Linked DNA regions of Danio rerio: region 2 is linked to region 1. Evidence: chromatin contacts called from public HiCAR-type data. All regions are on one chromosome and are shown on one strand. The core of a region is the stretch at or near the end of the contact, and the rest is flanking DNA. Distances in the headings are between cores, read along the strand shown. Region 1 overlaps yap1 (Yes1 associated transcriptional regulator). Region 2 overlaps cep126 (centrosomal protein 126).

Region 1 (6,197 bases), core at 1,720-4,219:
AAAAATTTGCTTTCTATATTTTTACAGATTTTTTTTTTTAATAGCACTTTTATTTTGTAAAAGTATATTGTACACTTCCAGTGTTGCCAGAATGGGCATGTGTCTGTAAAAAAATGGCATAGCCGGGTTGACAAAATGTGGGCGGTTTTAAAGCGTAAATTTTATATGCAACTTATTTAACAAAACATAACTGCGTGCTCCTACTCCATTCAGTTTCTAGTGACCAATGCATAGTGCAAACCCCTTGGGCTCACCCGCAACAGGAGGTGAAGGAAAGTTGTATCAAAATCTGACACCCAGGACAAATCTGACTCCCCTTCGCAGTTAAACTCACAGCAGTTCATCATTACACTTATCTATCTTTTTTTTCCACAATTGACAGCAAGAACAAACATAGAAGTACTGTCTAATTAACAAGCAGCACCTAATTCTATTCAAAAGAATTTAAAACACCAAATGGGACGATTTTTTACCCCATTTTGAAAGTGAAACTCTAGGTAGTGTAATCTACATAGCAATAAGTGCAGCGTGTGTTTTGATGTGATCCGGTTATGTTGTGGTTCTTTGACTGCTGGTTGGTAAAAAAAATTATGACAGTTACAGTAACTCGGTTTATTAATTAATAATATAATTTATTTCATGTAAATAAATTTAAATAAAATAAAGCAATTCCATGCAATGTCAACCTTGCCATGAAAAAAATAGCAAAACCCCCTTTTTTGTGTGTGTGTAGGCTTGTATTTTAAAGTACTGCACAAATGCTCAAAAAGTATTTGTCAGTGTTTTCAAACTATTATATCTGATTTACTAAAGTCACACAAGTGGCAATTTCACATCTGTCACTTCCATAACGAAAAAGTGTCCCATCCATAACCAAGATTTTCTCTTATAAATGCAAAAACATCAAATCAAATCAATCATGTTTATTCTATAGTGAGTCAACTCTTACCCTTTTAGTTGGCATTAATTTTTTTGGGGTTGTGCAGTTTAATTCACTGAATTTCTACAAAGCATGTTGTGCACTGTAAACTTGCAGACCTTTTTGGTCACATCCATAACGCATGTTTATTTTCCTCATTTAAAATATAAAATATGTTTACGGATTGATATTGTTCTGATCCTGTAACTCTGTGCTTTAGTTGCTTTAAAAAAATATAAACAGATGTTTCAATATACTGTTATACTTTCTCTGTGAATTTATGTTTCGAGTTTTTACTGCAAATGTCACATCAATAACGCTGGAATTGCTTAATATTCTAGTATTTAAGGCAAGATTTGGGTGTGGGGGCAGGTTTTGGACATCTTTTGAGCTGGAAAGTCAGCTATATCTGGCAACACCGATCAAATCAAAATCAAGGATCAGAAATGTTAAATATACTGCAGATCAACACACACTTGATTAAATCCAAACCCAAACAAGCCAAGACTATAATTATATACTACAATTGAATCTCCGATGGCTGAGGGAAAAGGTTACCAAAAAGAACATGGCATCTTTTGTATAAAGGTGGATTTATCCCAATAATGTTAGACCTTTTTCTTGGCTGCTGCATAGAAAGCGTTATACCGACCAGCGTCTTCCGGTCGAATGTTTAGAACTTCCGGTTACAGCGTTTACAACTGGTAATTTGCACTCCAAAAATGGATATCAATAGCGTTTGAGTGGATTACGTGTGTGTTTTTGTGAAAGGTGTGTATTAAAGCCGTTATAATCTGTCATTCGTGGTTCAAGCACGAGAGAAAAACGTTCTCCTAGTTCACATCTCTGCTGTGAGAAATACAGTGGCTGTGTGTTTCCCCGGCCTGTCAGCTGTTAGCTCAGCGGCTCTTCAATATTTCACTGCATCATAGAGCAAACCAGATTACTGCCATTAAACTTAACAGGTATGCAAGTCATGCAGTTTACAAAAATGACCAATAAAAGTCTGTTACTGATACTCAGCTGGCTGATTTGCTGTTCATTCTAATCAGGAGCAGTTTACCTTTCATTTAGTGTGTTGTATTTTCAGATTTGTGTTTTTCTGTCATTTCAAAGTGTCGCTTTATTTTCACTTTTTCACAGTTATTAAATCAGTGTGTCAGTGGGACAGTACAGGTGACTTTAGTGATGACGAGGCTTCATTTAAACAGTAGAAGATGCCGTCTGACAATGTGAAGAAAATGCCTCACTGCCCTCACAGCAGTTGTTTTCCCTCCATTAGACATTTTTTTAAATGATCAGTCCAGGAGGTGGCGCTGATCGACAACAGTATTAGTTCAAAGATGATAAAACAGGTAAATAAATTAAAACTATTGTTACAAAGCTGTCCAAATGTGACTGTTTATCCGCATCAGCTGCCGACCGGAAGTTCTTAGCATTCTCCTTGCGCATACACGCAAAGCATAATGGCTAATTTTGGGTTCCAAAAAAAGGTCTATAGAAAAATCACAATTTTATGAAGTCATTTCAAAGAATGAGAACGTGCAGAGCTGTGACTTTGCAGAAAATGTCCTTTTAATATACTAATAATTGTGCTAGTACTGAGCTATACCAATTATAGTGATTATTATACACCTTCACAAGACAATAATCATTTACAAAGTGTTGCAAGAAACTTCCTCTTGACATCTCTACATTTATTTGCAATAATAGCTAATAATAATGACTGCTTATTCTGCTACTAATTGCTGTAAGAGTTTGTGCATGTCCTCCTCCTCCCTGTGGCCTGTGTTGAACTGCTTTTGAGAGTCATTGTAAAAGGTGTTGTTTTGCTGGTGGTCTGAAAAAAAGCGCTCTATAAATAGCAGACAGGCCGTTTAGCAATGAGGGCTCAAATAAAGGGGCCAGAGGACATGCTACAGTGAAGGAAAATACAGCAAGTTTCTCTAATGAAGAGAATGAAATGTGGCTGGAGTGCATGAGAGTTGCTGGATGAATGAGCTCTTTGTGAGTGCAGTGTGAGTGGTGGGGGTGAAGGGGACGGCCGTGTATGAGACCGAAACCACACAGGCCGCCTTTTTACATCTTTTACATGAGAGCTTATGAGGATGGATTCATGTGCTGGACTGCCACTGGAGGGCGCAATTCTCTGAAAAAGCACTAAAATTCATTCATTTTCTCACCCTCGCATATTTCCTTTTTTTGTGATTATTATTATTTACATGACAAAACACCACAAACACATATGACAGGTAGTATGTAGGACTAAAAAATAATGAGAGGGTAAAATGAACAAAAATGCTGATCTAGGAAGAAAGAAAAAAATGGGTTAATAAAAAAACAATAGTAATATGTGTGATTTATGGTGTTGCCAGGGGGGGATTTAGTGATTTGTGGGCCCTAAGCAATTCCTGCAGTAATATGCACCCATTGGATTTGTATTTATTTATTTAGCTGCCTTTTTCTTACACCACTCCGTCTTTTTTCTCCATTTTAATGCAATTATAAATTTTTTTAAGATTTATTTGCTTAAATTGAATTCCTAGCTAAAATTATTGAATAGACTTTTGGATTTGATTTTTATAACTAAATCTTCACCTGATTTGACTGCTAGACTGATCCATGATTGGGAGTGGGGGGACACATTTGCAGAGATGTGATAATCAGGGTGAATCTGTATTTGTTAGACACTCACAGAATAAAATATGTCTCAAAATGCTATTTCATATAGTTTATAAAAACATCTAGGTATTTATTGGGGGCCGTCAAATTTCCTGGGGCCCTTAAGGCTGGTTTATACTTCTATCTCGAGTGAACCGGCACATACCTTGCGCGTAGTTGCAAGATGTCCTCGCTGCAGCCCGCAGCTTGATATCGTAGACCAGTGGTCACCAAACTTGTTCCTGGAGGGTGAGTGTCCTGCAGATTTTAGCTCCAACCCTAATCAAACACACCTGAACAAGCTAATCAAGGTCTTACTAGGTACACTTGAAACATCCAGGCAAGTGTGTTGAAGCAAGTTGGAGCTAAACCCTGCAGGGACATCAGCCCTCCAGGACCGAGATTGGTGACCCCTGTCATAGACGATCGTCAACTATGTAACGGACCTTGTACCGCCCTAAGTTTACGCTCATGCTACCATGATGGTTGGGTTTAGGGTAGGGGGAGGTGTAGGCGATCGTCAACCACGTAGCAGACCTGGTTAACTACGTCATCAAGCTGGGGGCTGCAGCGAGGACTGTCTCCATAGCTGTGCATTTATACTTCTGCATGCTGTTTGTGTTGCTCTGCATTAGCACTTCAGAAACGCTAGCTGGCAGTAGGTTTTTAAGTTCCTCTATGTCCAGTTTCTTTACTGGTGTTTGGACGTCAAACTTGCTCATTCAAAGGCGGGAACCGATGGATGTGCTTTAATCATAAGATAAACAAAATAAAAGTTTTCATCTGGAGCTCCTTTTCACGATACTCGACACTTGTAAACACTCATTCCATCGGCTCTCAGCACCGCCCACACTCGTCACAGCTACCCAAGAAGACCAATCACAGAGCTTGTTCTATGTGTTGTTGCGACGTGTAGTTACATTTTTTAAAGAGTGCAAGTCGACATCAGCCATGGCGAGCCTTAAGTGGCTTACTATTAAATCTGCCCCTGGGTGTTGCATGAAAAGACCATCCTGTCTTTTTTAAAGAGTTACAAATTTTGTTCATTCAGCACAAGTGAAGTTTTTTTCTTTTCTTTTTTTTAAAATTCAAATCTGAGAGATTTCTTGAAAATCTGCACATGCAGAGCTCTTTAAAATGTTCTTAAAGAGGTTAAAAAACCTGTATGAATCTGTCTGAGGAGACATGACTGGCTTAAATCATGAACAGATTTAATTTATTCAAATATAAATGCTAATCAGTAATGTTTGGTTGACGTGGAATGTTTAGTTTCTGTTTGCTGTTCAAAGTTAATATATGTGAATAAAAGCCCAATATATATCTATTCATCATTTTAAATGTGATTCATCAGTAGAATTGGATTAAATCTCTTAATTTTTATAAAGAGTCAAGAGTTTTGGATGAAAAAACTATAAATAAAGGAAAAGAAATATGCCATATCTTTAAGTTCTACAAGTTGAGCAAAGGTAAGTATTTGGAACAATAGTCAGTGATTCCTTTGTGTGTGTGTGTGTGTGTGTGTGTGTGTGTGTGTGTGTGTGTGTGTATATATATATATATTTTTTTTTTTTTTCCTTCTTTTTTTGCTTCTTGTTTTTCTGTCCATTACAAGTCATATAAATTTATCTTTTTAGTCAAGTGAAAGTGAGGGAAAAGTCAAGGAATTTGACATTTGGTTTAGAGTGGGGAAAAAACAAATATGACAAGAAGAAATCATCATGGTAACCAATGACAACATTTTCATTTTGTGGTGAACCAAGGCAGCATTTACACTGCAGATCTTGATGGTCAATTCCGATTTTGTGACTGCATCCGATATGTTTGACAACCCGCTTACATAATCTCTTAAAAGTGACTTGTGTTGTCTGCATTTACACTGCACCAGCAAAGACACAATGAACACGGTAAAAACAGTGGGTGCCGACTGACGGTTGTGATAATAAAATGATCCATTACTGTAATGAATCAGTTTGAAGGTTGTTGGGTTTTTTTATGCATGCATGCATGTACACTACTGATCAAAAATTTGGGGTCAGTTTTTTTTTTCTTCTAATAATTAATTTTATTTAATAATTTAAATAAAATTATTTTGTTCATCAAGGCAGCATTTATTAAATGAAAAAAAATATTAAATACATATTTATTAAATAATTAAATATTTATTTATTACATATTGTATGTAGTTTCAAATTAAATCATTACTCCAGTCATTATGGCTCTTATTACTATTACGATTAATAATAATAATAATAATAATAATTAATATTAGAGTAATTTCTGAAGGGTCATGTGACTCGGAAGACTGGACTAATGAAACTGAAAATTCATCTTTAAAATCACAGGGATAAATGATTAAATTAAATGATCAACTACTTTTAAACAGTGATTTTATAGTGCAATATCATTTGACAATTTAACAATGTGTACTGTATTTTGGATGCAGCCTTGGTGAGCATGAGAAATTTATTTTAAAACATTTAAAAATCCTACTGACCCCAAATGTTTCACCGGTAGTGTATAACTTTAAGCCCTATGCAATTTCTCTGTCTCGACACTGCTGCTAAGCATATTCATGGGCAAGTTAATTTGTTTGTTTATGACGAAGTTCTCATTTGGT
Region 2 (6,005 bases), core at 1,540-4,039, 100 kb after region 1:
TGTAACGGATCTAGGCATGGGATGATAACTGTTTTCAAGATATACAGTGGTCAGGAAAAGTCAAGGTTTTAAAACCTTTGAAAACATTTTCTGTTTTACCGTTCCTACGGTATGTGTAAAATACTTTTTTGGTTATGCTTTAGGACAACAATATCTCTCCAGCAGAAAGATATCCAAAGGAGCCATTTTAAATTGTAAAAAAAATCAGTTTTTGCAACTAACAAAGACAACAGAAGTCAATGATTCATTTAAATTATTTAGCCTGACATGTTACTGTTCCACAATATTTAAAACTTTCTCAAATTAAAATGTATTGTGTTCAAAGGGGAAAAAAGTTTTTGTTTTTTACACAGACATATAAAAAGAATATATTTTAGAGTGGTAATCACAATACTGCGAAATAAAAAAAAAAAATATTGGCTACATTCAAAATCTGCATTCTTGTACTGCATTTGAATTGTTATTTACAACTCAACAAATAGAAAAGTACGTTATGAATTTGAGTGGTATGAATGAAGCTCGGTTGTACTACATCCGCCGTTTTATCATGTTCACGGGAAACACCAGCTTCACTCCCATTCATGATTTCTCTCGTGGTGCATCATGAGATAGTGTAGCGTCCATCAGATGCGCACTTCAAATCCCGTCGGAAGTAGTAGGTCATCTGGTACTTCTCGCATCCTGTTTTTCGATTTCTTTGAATTCGGACATATAACTCAGCTTTCATACTGTTTTTAGCGCACTATATAGAATATAAGTATGCCATTTCGGACGCAGTCGTTGTGTTCAAAGTAGTAAAAAGTTCTTGTTTTTTACCCAGACATTTAAAAAGAATATATTTTAGAGCAGTAATCACAATACAGTGATATTTTTATCCAAGGTTATCATACGGTTAGAATCTTACAAGCCATGCCTAGAAAGTATCACAAGAAAATGAAAGATTGATTCACTTTTCTTTGCTAAACAATTATAGTAACTTTACTAAGAGGATTCAGTGTATTTTTAATTCATACAGTGAAGAAAAAAATTAAATAAGATTAGATTGCTTGATTCAATTTCTTTAAAGCTATTATTTTTATTATTTATTGCCACATAAGCAACATAGGCCATTTCATGGCAAGTTAAATATAGATAAAAACATATTAGCTATTATGTATTTTTGTTTAATTTATTTGCATCTTTTTCTATTTTATTTATTCTATTGTTTGTAATTTCCTTTTATGCTATTAACTGACTGTTTCAACTGTTTAAAAGGTTGCTCAACTTGGTGTAAGTAGAAAAATGCAGAGTTTGGGATTCATCTTTACCGTCTTTGCTGGCGAGAGCACTTCGAACTCCATGCCAAAGAAGTGCAATCTCTTCATCTGTTGGAGTCCGGTCCAAACAGATCCCATTCTCTCCACACCTGCGCCTGCCACTGTCTGCAAGGGCATCTGGAGGGGAGAGAGAACAGACGCCCGCCTCGTGGCTGTAGGTATAGCAAAGTGGCGCTGGAGCACAGATACCATCTGTTCTGAGGACAGGCGGAGAAACTACATTCTGGAGATCTGGAGCATCTTTGTACATTGTCTGTACACCTTCATCGGCCTTGGAAATGTACACGGGACACTCAGCTAGGTCAACCTCCGCCACTTCAGGTTTTGGAGGGGGGCGAGGTACCAAGCTTTTCCCTTGGGTCTTGGCCACATGTTGTGCTTCTCTGGCAGATTGGGGCCTGATGATAGTGCCCTTCCTGGCCCGGGAGGTAACGGGACACGAGGAGACTCTGGCTGAGCGCACTCTCCGGGGAGTCCTTGGGCCCCCAATGCAGAGGGATCTTTTTTGAGAGGTGGGCTCCTTGATATGCTCCTGTGCACGGCTTTCTTGGGGCCCTACATCTGCCCAGGCATGTCTAGTGGATTGGGGCCCAGCAGGGACAGCAGAGGTCTTACTGGAGATGTTCTTTGATACCCCTGTGAGTAAATTCACATGGTCCGAGTGATCTGCAGAAAGCTGTTTATGGGTTTGTTGAGGCAGGTTAGCATGTCTGTTGGGGTCGCCAAACACTCGTTCCTCCCCCTCAACTCTATGTACTTCATCAAACCAACGCAGTTTCTTCTTAATATTTCGTTTTTTCTCAGGCTCATTGAGTTTTGCCCTTGCCAGCTCTACGCTGTCCCGGATTAAAATGGCCACTTCCTTGGTGAAAAGCAAATGGCTAGGGGTGTACGTGAATTTGACGTTTGCGGATTTGGATTTTAAATGGTTTTTAAGAATTCCTTTCAAGAATCTGACGTTGTTTGGCGCACAATGGGTCACGGGGTCTGCAGGTGTTCTGTTAGGTTCCTCTGTGCCTGTGGAAGACTTCAACATTCCGGCTTTTGCCAATTTGGTGACATCCGTTTCATTTTTAGGATCTATGCCTATAGCTTCCTCTATGCACAGTGGTTTGGATTCTGCTTTGAGCCTGGGGGCTTCATCTACATATGGTTTGTGTTTTTGCAACTGTAAAGAACTCACTGCTTCTGTTTGTTGTAAGTTTGGGGAACTCAGGTCAGTCTGATATGTTATGCTAAGACGGGCATTTGAGCTTGAAAAGGCTTCAATTGGACTGTTGCTGTGTTTGCATCTGCCCGTTGGAAGACTGGTCTGCATTACTGATGAATGTTTAGCATACTTTTCCTCAAGGGCTCTTGTCTGCTGTTGGGATTCTGACTTTAAGTCTTTAGTCAGACTTGAGAATTCCAGGGGTGTGGTATCTGGCAAGGCTTGTGTTTTGCAGTGGGCAACCGCAGTTCCTTTGTCTTTCAAAATGTTCCCTTGAGCGTTCCTGTCATTATCGTGAGTCATATGTTCTGAATTAGCCACTAAGTCCTGCTGAGTCAATTCTTTTTGGCAACCATGGGCGTCGAAAGCCTGTGATTGGTCCTTCAAGTTGTCAAATCTGTGTTGCGTGAGATTTTGGAGATTCCGGCTTTTCTCTGCTGACTCATAATACCTTAGTGAATGTGAGTTAACAGCGAGATCACTTTCCTTGTTTAAAATCTCCTCCAGGAAACTCTTAGCTATGGAAGAGGCAGGGTGAGATGGTCTCAATGGTGATGGAAGACAGTTGGATTCTTGAAGCTTAGGGTTATCCAATGGATTGTAGAAAGACTGGGCACAGGTGGTGCTTTGCTGTGAGCTACAAACCGGTAGAGTGTCATGGCTCTTCTGAGGGTCTCCGTTCTCTAAGCTGTCCAGACTAGACAGACTCTCTGTCTCACTACATGGGGTATCAAGATACTCCTGAAAATCAATACGAAAAAAAAAAAAAAAACATTAGAGCACTTATGCACTGATATTGACAGACTGAGTGCTTTTTAGAGATCATGTTGCATTCAAGCTGCAGAGGGATAGAAAATAACACATAGTCAGTTAATCTTTAACTGTAAGGGAAATAATGTCAGTTCCAGCAACAACTTTTTACAATGAATAGAAAGACAGATCAATGGGGTCGATAAGACTTTTAATGTATATGATAGATATGTTTTATGCTTACCAAGGGTGCATCTGTTTAACTAGATATACGCTAAAACAATAAAATTGTATAAAGTAAAATATGTTCTTATTTTAATAGATTTAAAAATTTAAATCCATTCTCATCCATTCTTATTGAAATCCCATGTCTCAATTCTCATTTGACACGTTGTTTTCCCATATATATATATATATATATATATACACACACACACACACACACACACACACACACACACACACACACACACACACACACACACACAAACACACACACACACACACACACACACACACACACACACACACACACACACACACACACACACACACACACACACACACACACACACACACACACACACACACAGAGTTGAAATCAAAATTATTACCCCTCTCTTTAAATTTTTTTTATATTTCCCAAATTATGTTTAACAGAGCAAAGAAATTTTCACAGTAAGTCTGATAATATTTTTTCTTCTAGAGAAAGTCTTATTTGTTTTATTTCAGCTAGAATAAAAGCAGTGTTTAATAAAAAAAAACATTTTACACATTTGATATTTAATGGTCAAAATTATTATCCCCTTTAAGCTTTTTCGATAGTTTACAGAACAAACCATCATTATACAATAACTTGCCTAATTAACCAAGTTATTGAATAAATAAGCCTTTAAATGTCACTTTAAGCTATACAGAAGTGTCTTGAAAAATATCTAGTTAAATATTAATTACTGTCATCTTGACAAAGATAAAATAATTCAGTTTTTAGAGATGAGTTGTTAAAAGTATTATGTTTAGAAATGTGTTGAAAAAATCTTCTTTTCGTTAAACAGAAATTGGGGAAAAGATAAACGGGGGTAATAATTCAGGGGGTTAAAAATTCGGACTTCAACTGTATATATGAAGTAAAGCTAATACATTTGATCATTCATGAACATATTTGTAAATTCAATGGTTGAAAAAAATATATATTTAAAGTATCTCTTTTTTTCTCAATATTTTGAAATATACACTACCAGTGAAAAGTATGGGGTCATTTTTTTCAATTATTATTATGTTCATCGAGGGAGCATTTATTAAATGTAAAAAATGTTGAATTGTTAAATATTTATTAAAAGTTTAAATAACTGCTTTCTTATTGTACATAATTTCAAATATAGTTTCAAATGAAACTCCAGTCATTATTGTTTTTATTACTATTACCATTAATAATAACAATATTAATAATGATAAAAATAACTCATAATAATGGGCATCACGGGGGCGCAGAAGGTAGCACCCTATCCTATAAATAGGGCTGGATAAGTTGGTGATTCACTCTGCTGTGGCTACCCCAGATAAATAAAGGGACTAAGCCGAAAATAAATGAATGAATGAATAAATAATCATAATAATTAATTTTAGAGTGATACTGACCCCAAACTTTTGACCGGTAGTGTATTTTGAATGTGAAATCCAAACAAAAATTTGTATATTATATGTAATTTGCATATATTGCCATATATCAGATTTCTATACAGATTGGGGCTGATTAAGCTATTATTTTTATAACTGTGTTTAAAGCTTATTATTTTTGTGGAAACTATTTTTTTTTCAGAATTAACAAATGAAAAGACAGTTAATCGACAAAAATAATCAGAATTTATTTGAAATATAAATTATTTGTAAATTTATCAATTAAATTGCTTGAAATTTTTTTTTAAAACCTCAAATATACAAAATATGACAAAATAAAATAAAATAGAAAACTGGAATAAAAGCTAATATATTATATTTTTCTACATTTTACATACAGCAAGGACAAATCTACATTTATGCAGGAGGAACGAAGTTTTAAGGATTTATAATTTTGCATCTGCACCAGAAAGCCTCAGCAATATATAATACAAAATATAATAGCTAACCGAATTTCCAGAAGGAAAACCAATGACAGCCAGTGCACAATGGTCACGGGCATCGAAGGGTATTTCAAAAGTCTGACGACATTTGTGCACAGGATAGAACACATTTCCAAGAAGACCTGAGCCAAAGATCTATCCTATAAATAGGGTTATTACTCTGTGCATCCTGCTCTGTTCACAGTTCACTGTATTAAATTATGTGTTGGCTACAAGCCAGAGCAGGTAACATTCCAGCTGGAAGAGGACATAAACTAAGTGTGTGAGAGTGAAAGAATGTTTGTTTGAGGTAAAGATCGCGGAATGTGTATCTGTGTTTTTAATATGCGTTTGTGTGATCTCATCTCTTTAAACACCTCAGTTTGTTCAGAAGATGCAGCAGCGTGTTGTGGCAGGAGGAGCCTTGGGCTAAAATTACAATGTCTTTTTCACCCCCTCCCCCAACAGTTGGATTTGAATCTTAAAACCTACACAAACTCCTTAAGCAAATTTGTAAAAAAGGCTTCTTTCATCATACACAATCACGGCCCAGTGAATCACTTGCACCAGGAAGCTGATCACAATTAGACTATAAATCACCTATAAAAATTAGAAATATTCCTTATATTG

The links. HiCAR-type assays count read pairs that join an accessible place to other places.
Region 2: a HiCAR-type map of caudal fin shows a contact between it and region 1, with 6 times the contacts expected there. The contact joins two enhancer-like sites. A contact is called at or near these places in 4 of 18 Hi-C or Micro-C datasets (caudal fin, embryo and an unstated tissue) and 1 of 4 datasets of contacts at active chromatin or transcription factors (caudal fin).

Annotation. Positions count from the first base shown.
Region 1 is chr18:40,212,577-40,218,773 of GRCz12tu, forward strand. All of the region lies in intron 6 of yap1 (Yes1 associated transcriptional regulator), which reads right to left. Among named protein-coding and RNA genes, the nearest start is that of tmem123, 19 kb to the left of the region's middle. Within about 2 kb of position 2,970, at least 41 of the 62 cell types and tissues checked have an H3K27ac peak or open chromatin away from gene starts, as enhancers often do. A contact at or near this core is called in caudal fin, where this site is marked.
Region 2 is chr18:40,313,217-40,319,221 of GRCz12tu, forward strand. cep126 (centrosomal protein 126) reads right to left here. Exons shown (of 15, transcript XR_012394082.1): 8 at 1,308-3,267. Among named protein-coding and RNA genes, the nearest start is that of cep126, 23 kb to the right of the region's middle. Within about 2 kb of position 2,790, at least 11 of the 62 cell types and tissues checked have an H3K27ac peak or open chromatin away from gene starts, as enhancers often do. A contact at or near this core is called in caudal fin, where this site is marked.